Linked DNA regions of Mus musculus: region 1 is linked to region 2. The links are chromatin contacts, called in public HiChIP or PLAC-seq maps. All regions are on one chromosome and are shown on one strand. Each heading gives the region's core, a stretch centred on a gene start, on an enhancer-like site or on the middle of the called end of the contact. The rest is flanking DNA. Distances are from core to core; before and after follow the strand shown.

Region 1 (6,742 bases), core at 3,570-6,069, 330 kb after region 2:
ATTGTGGAACAGATGACAATAAAAGATTATGAAAAATAACTGGAAAAATATTTGAAATGGTAGGTTTTTAGCTATGACAACTGTATGTGTGTCAACTAGCTGAGATAAATGGATAGAGTGGGGAATGAAGGAGAAATAGCATTTTCATGTTTCTACCGTTTCTAATGAAGACTTATCACTTCTAATGTTCAATGCTTTGGGTTTAATTTGATATAAAATAAATTAACTTACGACACTTTACACAGGAGCTAAATAGGACTCATTCCATTATTTTATTATGAGTTTGAGTCTCTTGCCTTTTAAATTGATTTTGCACAAGCCAGGAGGGGTAGAGCTCTCTTCTGTTTTTCACCCTTCTCATACTTGAAGGCAAGGACAACCATTCCAATTTTCAGTTTGCCACTATGAATGTCATTCATTTGTTTACCCAACATTTTCCAGAATCTATTACATATTCAGCCTTGGGTTTGATGTTGGAATAACTTTCCTATCTTAAAGACTTCCCACTTGAGTGTGGTTGGGTAATTCTAACAGAGTATGTGCTGTTGTGCAGATGAGCCATGAGGGAGTTGTTAACAAAACTCAAGGAGAAAAGAGCCAACTTTCTGTTAAGGACCAAAGACTTTTGTAACATTAAAGCTTAGGTTCAAAGGATCAATAAGACTTCCATGGAGCAGGAGGGCAAAGGATATTCCAAGGAATCTCACTATATATATATAGTGAGCATTAATATGAAAGAATAGCCCAGAGTTTAGAATGTGTACTGAAGATAAAATTGGAAAGGTTAACAAGGGCCAAGTAGTCTAGGCTGTTTTATAATTAAATGCTTGCTTATCAACCCATTGAATTTTCAAGCAACTCTTCGAAGTGATACAATAGTGAAATCACTTTTGCAGATGTTTATAAAAGAGTGGCTTCTCAATCAATCATATGAGCTATAGAGCATTAATTTGTGCCTTTGATGCCACGTGAGCTATAATATGATCCAAGTTGTTTTCTTCTTGCAACAGTTATTAACCCCCATTCCATGTTATTAATTATTCTGCCTAGCTTATTATCTGTCCCCCATCAGATCAGATTTGACAAGATTTTTAATTGTTCTGGCTCTTTTTCCTTTCTATAAATTATAATTCAGAATCACTTTATTAGATTGGCAAGCCTCCCACCAAAGCTTGGCTTATGGGAGATGCCCTAAGATCCCTTCCAGCAGCTGATTGTTCTAGCATTTATGAATGAGAGCACACATACAACAAAGCCTTCCATCTCAAAAACATCTATGGAGCTGCCTGCTCACACCTTGTATGTTCATTTCCCTCATGTAATTATCACCTTCAAGTTGGATAAGATTTGAAAACACCACCTGTTCACCCGAATCCCCAAGACTCTTACTTTCCTAAGTCACTATTGTTTTCAGGTTCTTCTGAGGGAGTTGTGAATGGTGGTGTCAGTGGCATGAGTCCAGGAAGCTGGTACATCAGCTAGTAGACACAGGAGATTTGCATCTCTCACCTTCATTAATATGTGTCTCTCTCTGCGGGACAATGGGAGTTCTTTCACTTGATAGTGCATCGTCTTTCATGTTCTGTGGAATGAATCGTGCTCCATGTGCAGGTGTGGAGTCTCCCCTTTGCAGGTAGAGTCTCACATGTGTTGTTTTGATTAACACTTGTCATCACATTCATATCTGTGATACATGGTTCACCTACAGCCTTTCAGTCATGTCTGACTCCATACTACCTCCTCTTTGCTCCATGTCTACACTCCAGCCTTGTTCTTCTGGATGTTGTTTGTGGGTAGAGATTTGATAGGTGTATAGAGATGTGTTCTTCAAGCTTGTTCACTCCGTGCTTTAGCAAAAAGTTGGAATATGACTTGCAATCTAGTAATCAGAAGCTATGTATTTTGCCCAGCAATTTAACACGGTGTGGTTGAATCAGAATTTCTCCTGAACTCTCCCTACCTTTAGTATTTAGATACCCAGTGAGATTAAATAATGACTCAGAACATGTAGTGCCATTATGCTGAGGCTTAATCTCTCTCTCTCTCTCTCTCTCTCTCTCTCTCTCCCTCCCTCCCTCCCTCCCTCCCTCCCTCTCCCTCTCCCTCTCCCTCTCCCTCTCCCTCTCCCTCTCCCTCTCCCTCTCCCTCTCCCTCTCCCTCTCTCTCTCTCTCTCTCTCTCTCTCTCTCTCTCTCTCTCTCCCCCCCCCCCAGCTTTTCAAGTTGGGTTCCTCTATGTAGTCCTGGCTATCCTGGAACCTGCTCTTGTAGACCCGACTGGACTGGACCTTAAAGATTCACTTGCCTCTGCCTCCCAAGTGCTGGAATTAAAGGCAAGAGCCACCAGCAGCCAGCTGGGCTCTAGCTCTAATTGAATGAACTGCAGCCATGGCTGTGTACTCTGTTGTGCTGTCCCTCTGGTCCATAGCAGTAAGACCAACAGTTTGATAGTTTTGTTGTTGAACATAACTGAGCACCATTTACCAAGTACTGTAGGGTAGGTGCTATGGAAGATCCGTGTCTTGCAAAGACACCTACTCTCAAGGAGGCTTACCCATCAGGGGAATGATCCCAGATGAATGCATGTGACACTGGCCATTGACTTAGTTAAAGTATTCCTGGCACAGGTAATAATAAATTCAAGCAAATGACGAGATTCCAAGGTACGACTACTCTGGTGAAGATAAAAAAGTCATCTAAAACAACTTTGAGGCTTTATAGTAAACATGATTAAAATCTTTAATTTGAAAATGTGCACTGTTGAAATTATAATTTCTTAAATTACAGTTAAGACACAGAAGAAAGCAGGTGTTGAGACTTCAATGTTGATAAATACAGGAACTTCAAGTAGTCAAAGCCTTTCATGGAAGTGGAAATATTTTCCCCCAATTCTTTAGCATAAACTGAAAGAATATATTTTAAAATATGTCTAACCTAAAAGAAAAATCATAGATATGCACAAGTGAGTGAATTAATTTACTATTTATTTCTGTCTAGATGTTCTATTTTTAGACTCCAATGGAAATATTTCCTTTCATATGGAATTTTTCTCAGAAGTGTGAATGTTATCTATAAAAATAATGATTTGTAGGGTTCATCCATAGTCCAGAATCCTCCCAAGTCAGAGTAAGGGGGCTTGGGCTTTGGAGTAAGATTGGACAAGTCTACAAGGTTTAGAGATAAAATTCAGTGCTGGGGACTGGAGAGATGGCTCAGCAGTTAAGAGCTCAGACTGCTCTTCCAAAGGTTCTGAGTTCAATTCTCAGCAACCACATGGTGGCTCACAACCATCTGTAATGGGATCAGATGCCCTCTTCTGGTGTATCTGAAGACAGCAAGAATGTACTCACATAAAATAAATAAATTAAAAAAAATTCAGTGCCAGGCTGGAGAGATGACTCAGCAGTTAAGAACACTGTCTATTCTTCCAGGGGACCCAGGTTCAATTTCCAGCACCACATGGTAACTCATGACCATCTATAACTTTAGTTCCAGGGGCTCAGAGGCCCCATGGTGCACCCACACACATTCAGGCAAAAGATCCAGATATATAAAATTAAAATAAAAACAGTACAGAGCCTAAAATGAAAGAATACAATCTGCTCCTTCTTAGGCAGAAAAACCAACAGACAAAGGAGGTTGTAACAGAATGAGTAAAGGACTGTTTGCTGAGTTTAAGACAGAAAGGGTGACTTATCATACAGACTGTCTGGATTAAAACCATTTTCAAGATAGAAAACACTGGCTGGAAACTTAACCTTGTGATCACATTTTATCAGGGAATATAACAGATGGGGAGGCAGGGACAGGTATGATCTAAATAACAGTATTCAATATGAACCCATAAAGAAATGTATGACAAAAATAAAAAAGGAGAAAATGAAATTTATAAAGTCTTATGATTGATCTCACTTAATGGAATCAAAGACAGTGGGAAAAGTTCGGAGTATTGTGTCTTATACATACGATGATTTTAAGGAAGCACAAAAATATCTAAAAAGGAACAGACTACATTTTTGCAGGTTTGAAAGGCATGCTGTGATCTCCTTTCTTTCTTTCTTTCTTTCTTTCTTTCTTTCTTTCTTTCTTTCTTTCTTTCTTTCTTTCCTTCCTTCCTTCCTTCCTTCCTTCCTTTCTTTCTTTCTTTCTTTCTTTCTCTCTCTCTTTCTCTTTCTCTCTCTTTCTTTCTTTCTTTCTTTCTTTCTTTCTTTCTTCTTTCCTTCCTTCTTTCCATCTTTCTTTTTCCTTCCTCCTTTCTTTCTTTCTTTCTTTCTTTCTTTCTTTCTTTCTTTCTTTCTCTCTCTCTTTCTCTTTCTCTCTCTCTCTTTCTTTCTTTCTTTCTTCTTTCCTTCCTTCTTTCCATCTTCCTCCTTTCTTTCTTTCTCTCTTTCTTTCTTTCTTTCTTTCTTTCTTTCTTTCTTTCTTTCTTTCTTTCTTTCACATTCCTGTATTATCTAAAACAAAAAACAAATAAACAAACAAACAAAAAACCCAGAAACTAAAACAAAACAAAACAAAACTGTGAATATTCACCAGCTTGCTTCTTTGTATAGTGTAGGCCCAGCAATGCGCCCAGGGTAAGGGACCTGGAAAAGACCCTTTTGCAGACCTAAGACTCTGTTCAAAGACCCCCACAGGAATGCTCTTTTTGCCAGAATCCTAATCTCTGTAGAAAACCTAGGTGCAATCAGAGAGCATGGAAGAGGAAGTCCAGAGACACGGAATGGGACTGTGCCCTGATTGCCAAGGGCAGTGCCTAAACATGAAGCCCCTGGGATTCCCCAGGGAGCCCCTGCCTGAGGAATGCAAGGCTTCTGAAAAGAGCCTCACAGTGCAGCTGGGCGTGAATGTTACTTGGACTGTGCTTGCCAGCCGGTGGCCAGCCTCATGCTGCGTCCTTCTGCAGAGCTGCCATCTGCTGCAGCCTTAATGAATGAAGCGCTCCCTGCCCACCCACCCCCCCTTTTTTTGACAGAACAATAGCTTCAGTGATGAAACCTGCATTCCGATAGATTGAGTCTTTTGCTCAGCCTTGTGTGTGTGAGGGGCGAAGGGGATAGAGAAGAGACTGTGTGTCTGAGTCTCCTCAGATTGGCCATGACTTATTTCCAATGGAGCATTGATGGACATTGTTGAGAAGGTTAATGTTTTATCTTTGCTTTTAATTGGAATGTTCGATCAACTTTGCTCTGGGGACCTGTGCTGCTCCGTGTGCGCTCTTCCTTCTCTACATTGTGTGTATCTGGTTTTTGTTTTGTTTTGTTTTTGTTTTTTGTTTTGTTTTGTTTTGTTTTTTTCTGTAGCCTGTCCATTTCAGAACACTAACTAGTAAATTTGCTTCATTCAGGAATGCTGGTGAAGTAAAGATTTACAAGATAAAATATTTAAGAGGATTTCCCCCTTCTCCCCTTTCCTAAATCAGCTGACATTAACTTCAGCTGGTTAATCTTCTTCCTTGGCAGTCCGTGTCTTTAAAGCCATCTTGCTACCTTTGATCCAGTTCACAGGGTGAACTCTCTGCAGTAGTTGTCAATATTTCCTTACCCTGTGGGGTTCATCAGACTCAGGGCAGAATCTTCTTAATTACAAAGGAGAGAAAGAAACATGCAAAAGACAGATCAAAAACTTTGCCAAGGGAAGATTGATTTTGGTCTTTGGATTAATCATTCCTTAGAAACTGAAAATCCCGTTTCCCCTGTAGATAACGGCCCTGTGGTTATAATCTTTAGCCTCCCACAGCTAAAGGAGGATCTACTTTTTGGGGGGGGGGGGAATTGAAGATTGTCTATTGAACTCATTGAGCTCATCTTACTTTCTGATTTTTCAAGAAAAATAATGATGTTTCCAATTAAATAGTACCCAGAACCTCCATGTGCAAACCCAGCTCTGGTGGGTGTGGAGAGAAGTTGGCAGAAAGTGGATGAAGGCTTGCTCCTTGCTGATCATGTTCACAGGCTGTGCTGGACAGAGTTTATAATGATATTCACCACAGGCATTTACTTACTCTGGATGAGGCTCCGCTAAACCTTAGGAGAAAGTAGATGCCATTTAATTAGTACTTCTCCTTTCGTTCTGCGTCCCCAGTGTGTGTAGGAAAGCTACTTTATACCTTCACTGGGGTGCCTTTCTGGTTAGAAGGCAGAAGATAGAATAAGTGGGAGCTAAAAATCCCCTCCATCCTAAAAATGAGAGGGAAAATACACTTGTTGGATTGCCACTTGGGAGAGTTGAGTCCTTTGTACCTAATTGTCAACCTTAAGATTGGTAAGACCTGTGTGCTTATATCTTTACTGATGTATTTGTAAGCATGCATTTACCTAAATATGTTTTATATACAAATATATTTGTGTATATAAACATAAAACTTGTCTGAATCTTACATAGTTCATCCTGATGTGTGTGTGTGTGTGTGTGCGCATGTGCACTCACACACACACACACAAGGTGGTAGATGACACATGGGCCCCTGAGTTTCATTTTTGTAAATCCTATTTGCAAACACTAAAAAAAAAAAAAAAAAAAAGAAAGAAAGAAAGAAAAAACTTTTATAGATCTTATTTTATAGTTTAGGCTTATCATCAAAACCTCACCAAATACAAAAGTTGTCCATATTTTCAGGTAGATATAGGCCAGGGCCTAGACCAGTAGGCCAAGAATGTAGGCATTATAAATCTTTTATGTGAACATTTCTAAGTTCACTACTACTTGCGTGATCTCAGCCAGTCTGGACATAGGAGGCCATTC
Region 2 (6,527 bases), core at 3,716-6,215:
ACAGTGTTTTCAGTAATAGTGGCGAGGGGAGGGAGGCTAAAGGGAAGACTGTGGGTTTTGCCTCTTTGTCAAAGCAGAAGCAGGACCCTAAAGAAAGGGCCAACTTCCCTGCCTTCAGCTGGGAGCCCAGAGACTACACTCTGGCAAGTTTAGGACGGTAGCTGAGGTGCAGGGTGGAGGCAGCCAAAGCCTAGGTCAGAGACGAGGTGAACAGAAGTCATGGTGCATCACCATGGGGGCGTCATGTTCTGAGGATTCTACAGAGAGCTCATCACCATGGCAGAGACTGAAAGCATGAAACCACTCATCCTATGTTCAGTGTCCTCCATGTTCTGGGAGTTGGCAGAGCTATTGAAGGATCAGAAGGTGGTGGTCCCCCAAGCACAACACTTCCTCCTCTCTCTCTCTCTCTCTCTCTCTCTCTCTCTCTCTCTCTCTCTCTCTCTCTCTCTCTCTGTCTCTCTCTCTCTCTCATTAAATTACTGAGAACTCACCCCAGACCAGACACAGGAAGCATCCAAAGCACACCATTGCTTTAGTTCTTATAACAATGAGAAGCCAGGGGCAGCATTTACCAGGAACCAGGAACCATGAACATCATTAGGAACCACCACGACGCTATCTCCCGTTTGATGAGGTTGCAAGAATGAGAATAAGGGGCTAGGTGGGCTTAATCAGGTTTGTTGAGTCAGAGCCTGGCTTTGTATTCATTATTGTTTAAACTGTTTTAAAATTATTTTCAACATTTTATTCATCATCATCATCATCATCGTGCATGGGTGGCTTGCCTGCATGCGTGTCTATGTACCACACTTACACAGTACCCACAGAGGTCAGAATATGATCTCAGATCCCCTGGGGATGGAGTTAGAGAAGGTTGTGAGCTGCTATGTGGGTGGTGGGAATAGAACCTGGGTCCTCTGGAAGAGCAGCCAGTGCGCTTAACTAACAAACCATCCATCTTTCATCTCTCTAGTCCTTTTGTTCACTCTTCTTAATTATCTATAAACTGATATTTTTTTATCAAAGCAAAATGGTTTCATCTGGCATACACATATTATTTGTTCAATGTGATAATTAAGTTAAATAATGCATTTTTTAAATAATGCATTTTATAAGTGAAAAGTAAAGAAAAATTAAATCTGTGATATTTGGAACTTCAAATCTATCTGAGGCTGCATAACTCTACATTAGTGTTTGTTTCTGGTCAAATTTAGAATATATTAGGTTAAATCAAGACTTTTATTTCTGAAATCCAAATTCCCTTAAAAGGTGACATTGCTGCCTTTGGGGGTGGGGGTGGGGGTGGGCAATAACAAAATAAGAGGATGCAGCATGAGGCATCACTGTGACTTTTCTTTTTCTTTTTTTCTTTTCTTTCTCTTTTTCTTTTCTTTTTCTTTCTTTTTTTCTTTTTTAGGCCCAGGGACAATGACATTTTACATATTCCACAATTGTTTCTTGCAAATATGAGTTGTTTTTATTTTATTTTATTTTATTAGATATTTTCCTTATTTACATTTCAAATGCTATCCTGAAAGTTCCCTATACCTTCCCCCTGCCCTGCTCCTCTACTCACCCACTCCCACTTCTTGGCCCTGGAGTTCCCCTGTACTGGAGCATATAAAGTTTGCAAGACCAAGGAGCCTCTCTTCCCAATGATGGCCGACTAGGCTATCTTCTGCTACATATGCAGCTAGAGACACAAGCTCTGGGGGTACTGGTTAGTTCATATTGTTGTTCCACCTATGGGGTTGCAGACCCCTTTAGCTCCTTGGGAACTTTCTCTAGCTCCTCCATTGGGGGCCCTGTGTTCCGTTCTATATATGACTGTGAGCATCCACTTCTGCACTGGCATAGCCTCACAAGAGACAGCTATATCAGGGTCTCTTCAGCAAAATCTTGCTAACATATGCAATAGTGTCTGGGTTTGGTGGCTGATTATGGGATGGATCCATGGGTGGGGTAGTCTCTGGATAGTCCATCCTTTTGTCTTAGCTCCAAACTTTGTGTCTGTAACTCCTTTCATGGGTAATTTGTTCCCTATTCTTCGGAGGAATGGTAGTTCAGAATAGCAGCTGAGCGTGAGAGACATTCTCCGAGGGCAGAGACGGGCCAGAGTTTGGGAAACACTGCCAGATGAAGATTCACAGTGTTTTGCCGTGCTGTGCCACTGTATCTTGGATGCGCTTTTACTATTGCCCCAATCTAATGAGGCAAAACTGTACCCACACATCTAATTAGACAAGGTGCACTTATTATAGGTAGGCAGAAGGAGACAACAGAAGTCTAGGACTCCAAAAAATCTGTCCAGAGAGAATGGAATTTTCTCTTTTCTTTTCTTTTCTTTTCTTTTCTTTTCTTTTCTTTTCTTTTCTTTTCCTTTCTTTTCTTTTCTTTTCTTTCTTTTTAAAAAATATCTTATTTTAATTAATTTTTTCTTTTCTTTTTAAAAAAAACATGTATTTATTTATTATATATAAGCATACTGTAGCTGTTTTCAGACACACCAGAAGAGGACATCTGATCTCATTATAGATGGTTGTGAGCTACCATGTGATTGTGGGGTTTGAACTCAGGACCTTTAGAAGAACAGTCAGTGCTCTTAACCACTGAGCCATCTCTCCAGCTCTCGAATCTCTTTTTCAAATATCTCATTTCCACTGTAGATGAGGCACCACAGAAAGTGGCCTGTGCAGAACTTTATAATCTGGACTGCTTGCTAGGTGCTGAAGAACATCATTTCTACCGGAGTATTAGAATAAAGACCCAGTTGTTGAGGCTAGTACTTCAGTGTCCTAAGATGTTACATTCTAAACACATTTACAGTTATTTCTGAGAACTCTAGGGAAGCAGGAGAACTATGTCAGTCCAAAGTGACACAGAGAACTGTCCTGCATAAGACAATTCTGTCCCTAGTCTACTGAGAGCCACAAAAGCAGCATAGTGGTCCTCCACTGCTCTATCCCATTAGGAAGCTGAACATCCTTAGTATAAGAGAATCGCCTACCTGCTTCAGCTATTTTAGAAGGAAATCGGCTGCCTAGAGGTAAAGGATCCATGAGACTAATGGCTTTAATCTTGCCAGAGTAGGGAGCATGAGAGCAAAGAGCTAAGCACATCAAAGAAACATGATAGGGTGGCAGCTGGGATGGTCAGGTTTGGTGCCTCTGGGACAGTCAGCTAGGTCTCAGTGAGTGTCTAGCAGCTTCCCTAGGACATCATCTGGGCTGTAGAACATTAAGCTGCAGCCAGTGCAGAAGACTGCATTTTGCTGTTGTTCATGGTCTTCCCCCTCTTCCACTACTTTATCTACTCTCAGAAGAGCTATGGCTATCAGACCAAGAGGGAGAGAAGTGTGTAGGGCGTGCCTCAGCCTTAGCTGACACTTGTAAATGTCTCTTTTATTTCCTCAGAGGAAGGGATGAGATGAGAGCTGTACCCAGGTTATATGGATACATGGCTTGGAATGAACCCAGAGTGTTTCCTTCTCTGTTCTAAATATCCCTAGATCTATGCCTGGAACCTTCTAGCCTCCATACAATCTAATCTTCTGAGCTGACTGATTCAATCTGGCTTCTTACTGAATTGCTCTGACTGGCTTCATACTAACTTTGGCAATATGTTCTAATATGTTCTGACTCTCATTCTCTGACTCATTCTGTCTTCACTTGTATCTAGTTTGTTCCCTCTGTAACCTATCTCAGTAAAACTGTTTTTGTAAAACTGCCATACACATATACTACCCACCTCCCCACTCCACCTCTCTCTCTCTCTCTCTCTCTCTCTCTCTCTCTCTCTCTCTCCTCCCTCCCATAACTAGCATCTGTTTCCTGTCTGTTTTTCTGTGAGTTGGACGTATCCTATCTCTCACTCAATTTTTTTCCTGATTCATAACTTTGCCCTTCAATTAAACATCAATTTCAAACATGGATGCTTCCTTCAACAAACTAGCCTTATCTTCATTGTCAGGGATTACAGGTATGTGCTAAGGGAGTGTGTGTATTCCAGCCAGATCATACTGTAATCCAGTGTGGATCATGGCCAGATCATATCTTTGGCTACGGTTATTGAGAGGAGCCATGTTGCCCAATTAAAATTCCTCCACAGGCATTTCCTGCCAAAGGCAACAAAACTTGCAGATGGACATGAGACTCACGTTTTAAACTAAAGCAAAGCAATTCTTACAGAAATGAGACCAATTAAAACAGGTGACAATGGCCAAAACATTAAGGCCTGTAGACATTTCCTAATGGGAAAAGGGGCTATACAGTAAAAAATATGTCTGTATTACACAGATCCAACTGTATCTGGGCACTGATTCTCTTCTCAGAGTGGCCACATTGAATCAGTTTCGCTTTTCTGTATTTACCTTCTATTGTGTCATTGGTCTATGAAGGACAGGTGGCAGAGCTTGATTTGTTAGGGACCCTAACAGTGTCAGACCCTAACAGTCTGTTTCCAGGTCCTATGCTGTAGGACTTCATTCCCATTCTGGGACGTTCTATTCTCGTCGGAAGATTGGACAAAGAACTGTGATGAGACCTCTCCAAGAACACTTGAGCCTTTGGGGACAAGAACACTTCTGTTTGGGGACCGTGGTCGATTTCCAGCATCTACACTTGCTGATGCGGTGGTGGATTCTCTCTGTGTAACTTCCAGTTCATTTAGATTGCTTTTAACTCCTTGGGAATCGTTTCTGTCATGGCCGTGAGGGGGAGATAGGCAACAAATCTCAAGCTGCAGATCCTCCCCTCAGTCTGAGGAACAGCCCAATCATTCCATAGGAGAAAGGCTAGAGGCGTTGGCGCGTCGCCCTCCTCATCCCCAGGGGGCGCCAGCGGCCCGGAGCCAGCCTCATTCTCAAGCGCACGCTCTCTTTAGCAGTGCGGTGGCGGCTCCAGCCACGACTCCCGGTCGCGTCGGAGTTCCCCGGCAGCCAATCAGAACTCTCCATGTACTAACGGGGGCGGGGCTGCGGAGGGCGGAGGAAGATGGCGGCGGGGGCTAGGTGAGGTGTTGGCAGTGGCGAGGGGCTCGGGCGCGGGGGGTGGGGGGACGCGGAGCGATGGCCCGCGCCGGCCGCTGGGGCGGATAAGACCCTGTCGCGCCGCGGGTGTGGGCCGGAGGGAGGTGACGGTGCCCGAGCGCCACAGGAGTATGACGGGGCTGTACGAGCTGGTGTGGCGGGTGCTGCACGCGCTGCTCTGCCTGCACCTCACGCTCACCTCCTGGCTCCGCGTTCGCTTCGGCACCTGGAACTGGATCTGGCGGCGCTGCTGTCGCGCCGCCTCCGCCGCGGTCCTAGCGCCGCTCGGCTTCACGCTCCGCAAGCCCCGGGCCGTCGGCAGGAACCGGCGTCATCACCGGCACCCGCACGGGGGACCGGGACCGGGACCGGGACCGGCCGCCACCCATCCTCGGCTGCGCTGGCGCGCGGACGTCCGGTCCCTGCAGAAGCTGCCGGTGCACATGGGCCTGTTGGTCACGGAGGAAGTGCAGGAGCCCAGCTTCTCAGACATCGCCAGCCTCGTGGTGTGGTGTATGGCCGTGGGGATCTCCTACATTAGCGTCTACGACCACCAAGGTGAGGCCGGGTGGGAGGTGGGGTGACCGAGGCACTTCCGAGTCTGAGGACTACGTTTCTAGCTAGTTTGTTCCCGGTCGTCCTGCGAGGCCGCCGCCCTCTCCAGGCCCTGCGAGTTTCGGTAGCCCTTGGCCCTTACACTGTGCTGGTGCTTTCGAGGAAGGGAGATCAGTCTTATTGAACGTTGACGTTGACAAAGTCTTTAGATTTGGTTAGTGTTTGTAACATGTAAAAGATATTTAATGTAGTCCGTTAAGGGAGGTGGTTTTCTCTGGCTTTGTTTCACGAAAGAGGGAGCTGACGTTCAGAACATTAACTGATTTGCCCAAGGTCATAAAAGTAACGGGGAGTTAACCAGTCTGTGCGCTCTTCAAAGTGTCTCTTCAAGGGGGTTCAATGAACTCATCTTAAGGGCGACCAAGCAGTGGCGGCTTTATACGTGAGCTGCATTGTAGGATTTCCAAATGAGCTCTCTTGGAGTTAGGTGGCATTTGAATGGGGTTTCTGAAAAGTGTGTGAGAGTTTTGATAGGCCTGGAAAAAGGCCTGAAATCACGTGTTGCCATTTCACCTTAGAGGCCAGTACAGTACTAGATACACTTGTGTTCCTTCAAGTAATCAAGGCAGTGGATTTCACCACGGGTTTGTTAAGGACAGAACTCAACACTTACTGCATGACAAGCCTAAAGCGTTAGTTATAATGGCAAATATATTTCTTGGAATTTTGCCTTCGTCTCAGGCTGGAGGGGAGAAAGGGACACACTCACAGAGGTGATGGATGACATTTGGGGAGTGTTTCTACTAGAAAGGAGATTCTGAAAGGAGGAACTTGAGAGTTGGGGTAGAGGAGATGAAATGTTAGTAGGGGATTGAAGACCAGGAGCGAGATAAAGAGGAGGCTCTAAATGTCAGCCTTGCATTTCCGTCAAGTCTAAGTGCCT

Evidence for each region. HiChIP or PLAC-seq counts read pairs in DNA pulled down with a chosen protein or histone mark.
Region 1: an H3K27ac HiChIP or PLAC-seq map of epiblast stem cells shows a contact between it and region 2. The contact joins the enhancer-like site here to the promoter of Nus1 in region 2. A contact is called at or near these places in 1 of 39 promoter capture datasets (hippocampal neurons) and 4 of 115 datasets of contacts at active chromatin or transcription factors (astrocytes, epiblast stem cells, forebrain and 1 more).

What each region holds. Positions count from the first base shown.
Region 1 is chr10:52,738,017-52,744,758 of GRCm38.p6, forward strand. The region is part of intron 1 of Slc35f1 (solute carrier family 35, member F1); the gene reads left to right. Among named protein-coding and RNA genes, the nearest start is that of Slc35f1, 51 kb to the left of the region's middle. RefSeq lists an enhancer at 3,796-6,742. Within about 2 kb of position 4,820, at least 45 of the 459 cell types and tissues checked have an H3K27ac peak or open chromatin away from gene starts, as enhancers often do. A contact at or near this core is called in astrocytes, epiblast stem cells and kidney, where this site is marked.
Region 2 is chr10:52,412,582-52,419,108 of GRCm38.p6, forward strand. Nus1 (NUS1 dehydrodolichyl diphosphate synthase subunit) reads left to right here and starts at 4,966. Exons shown (of 5, transcript NM_030250.2): 1 at 4,966-5,587. The coding sequence starts at 5,161.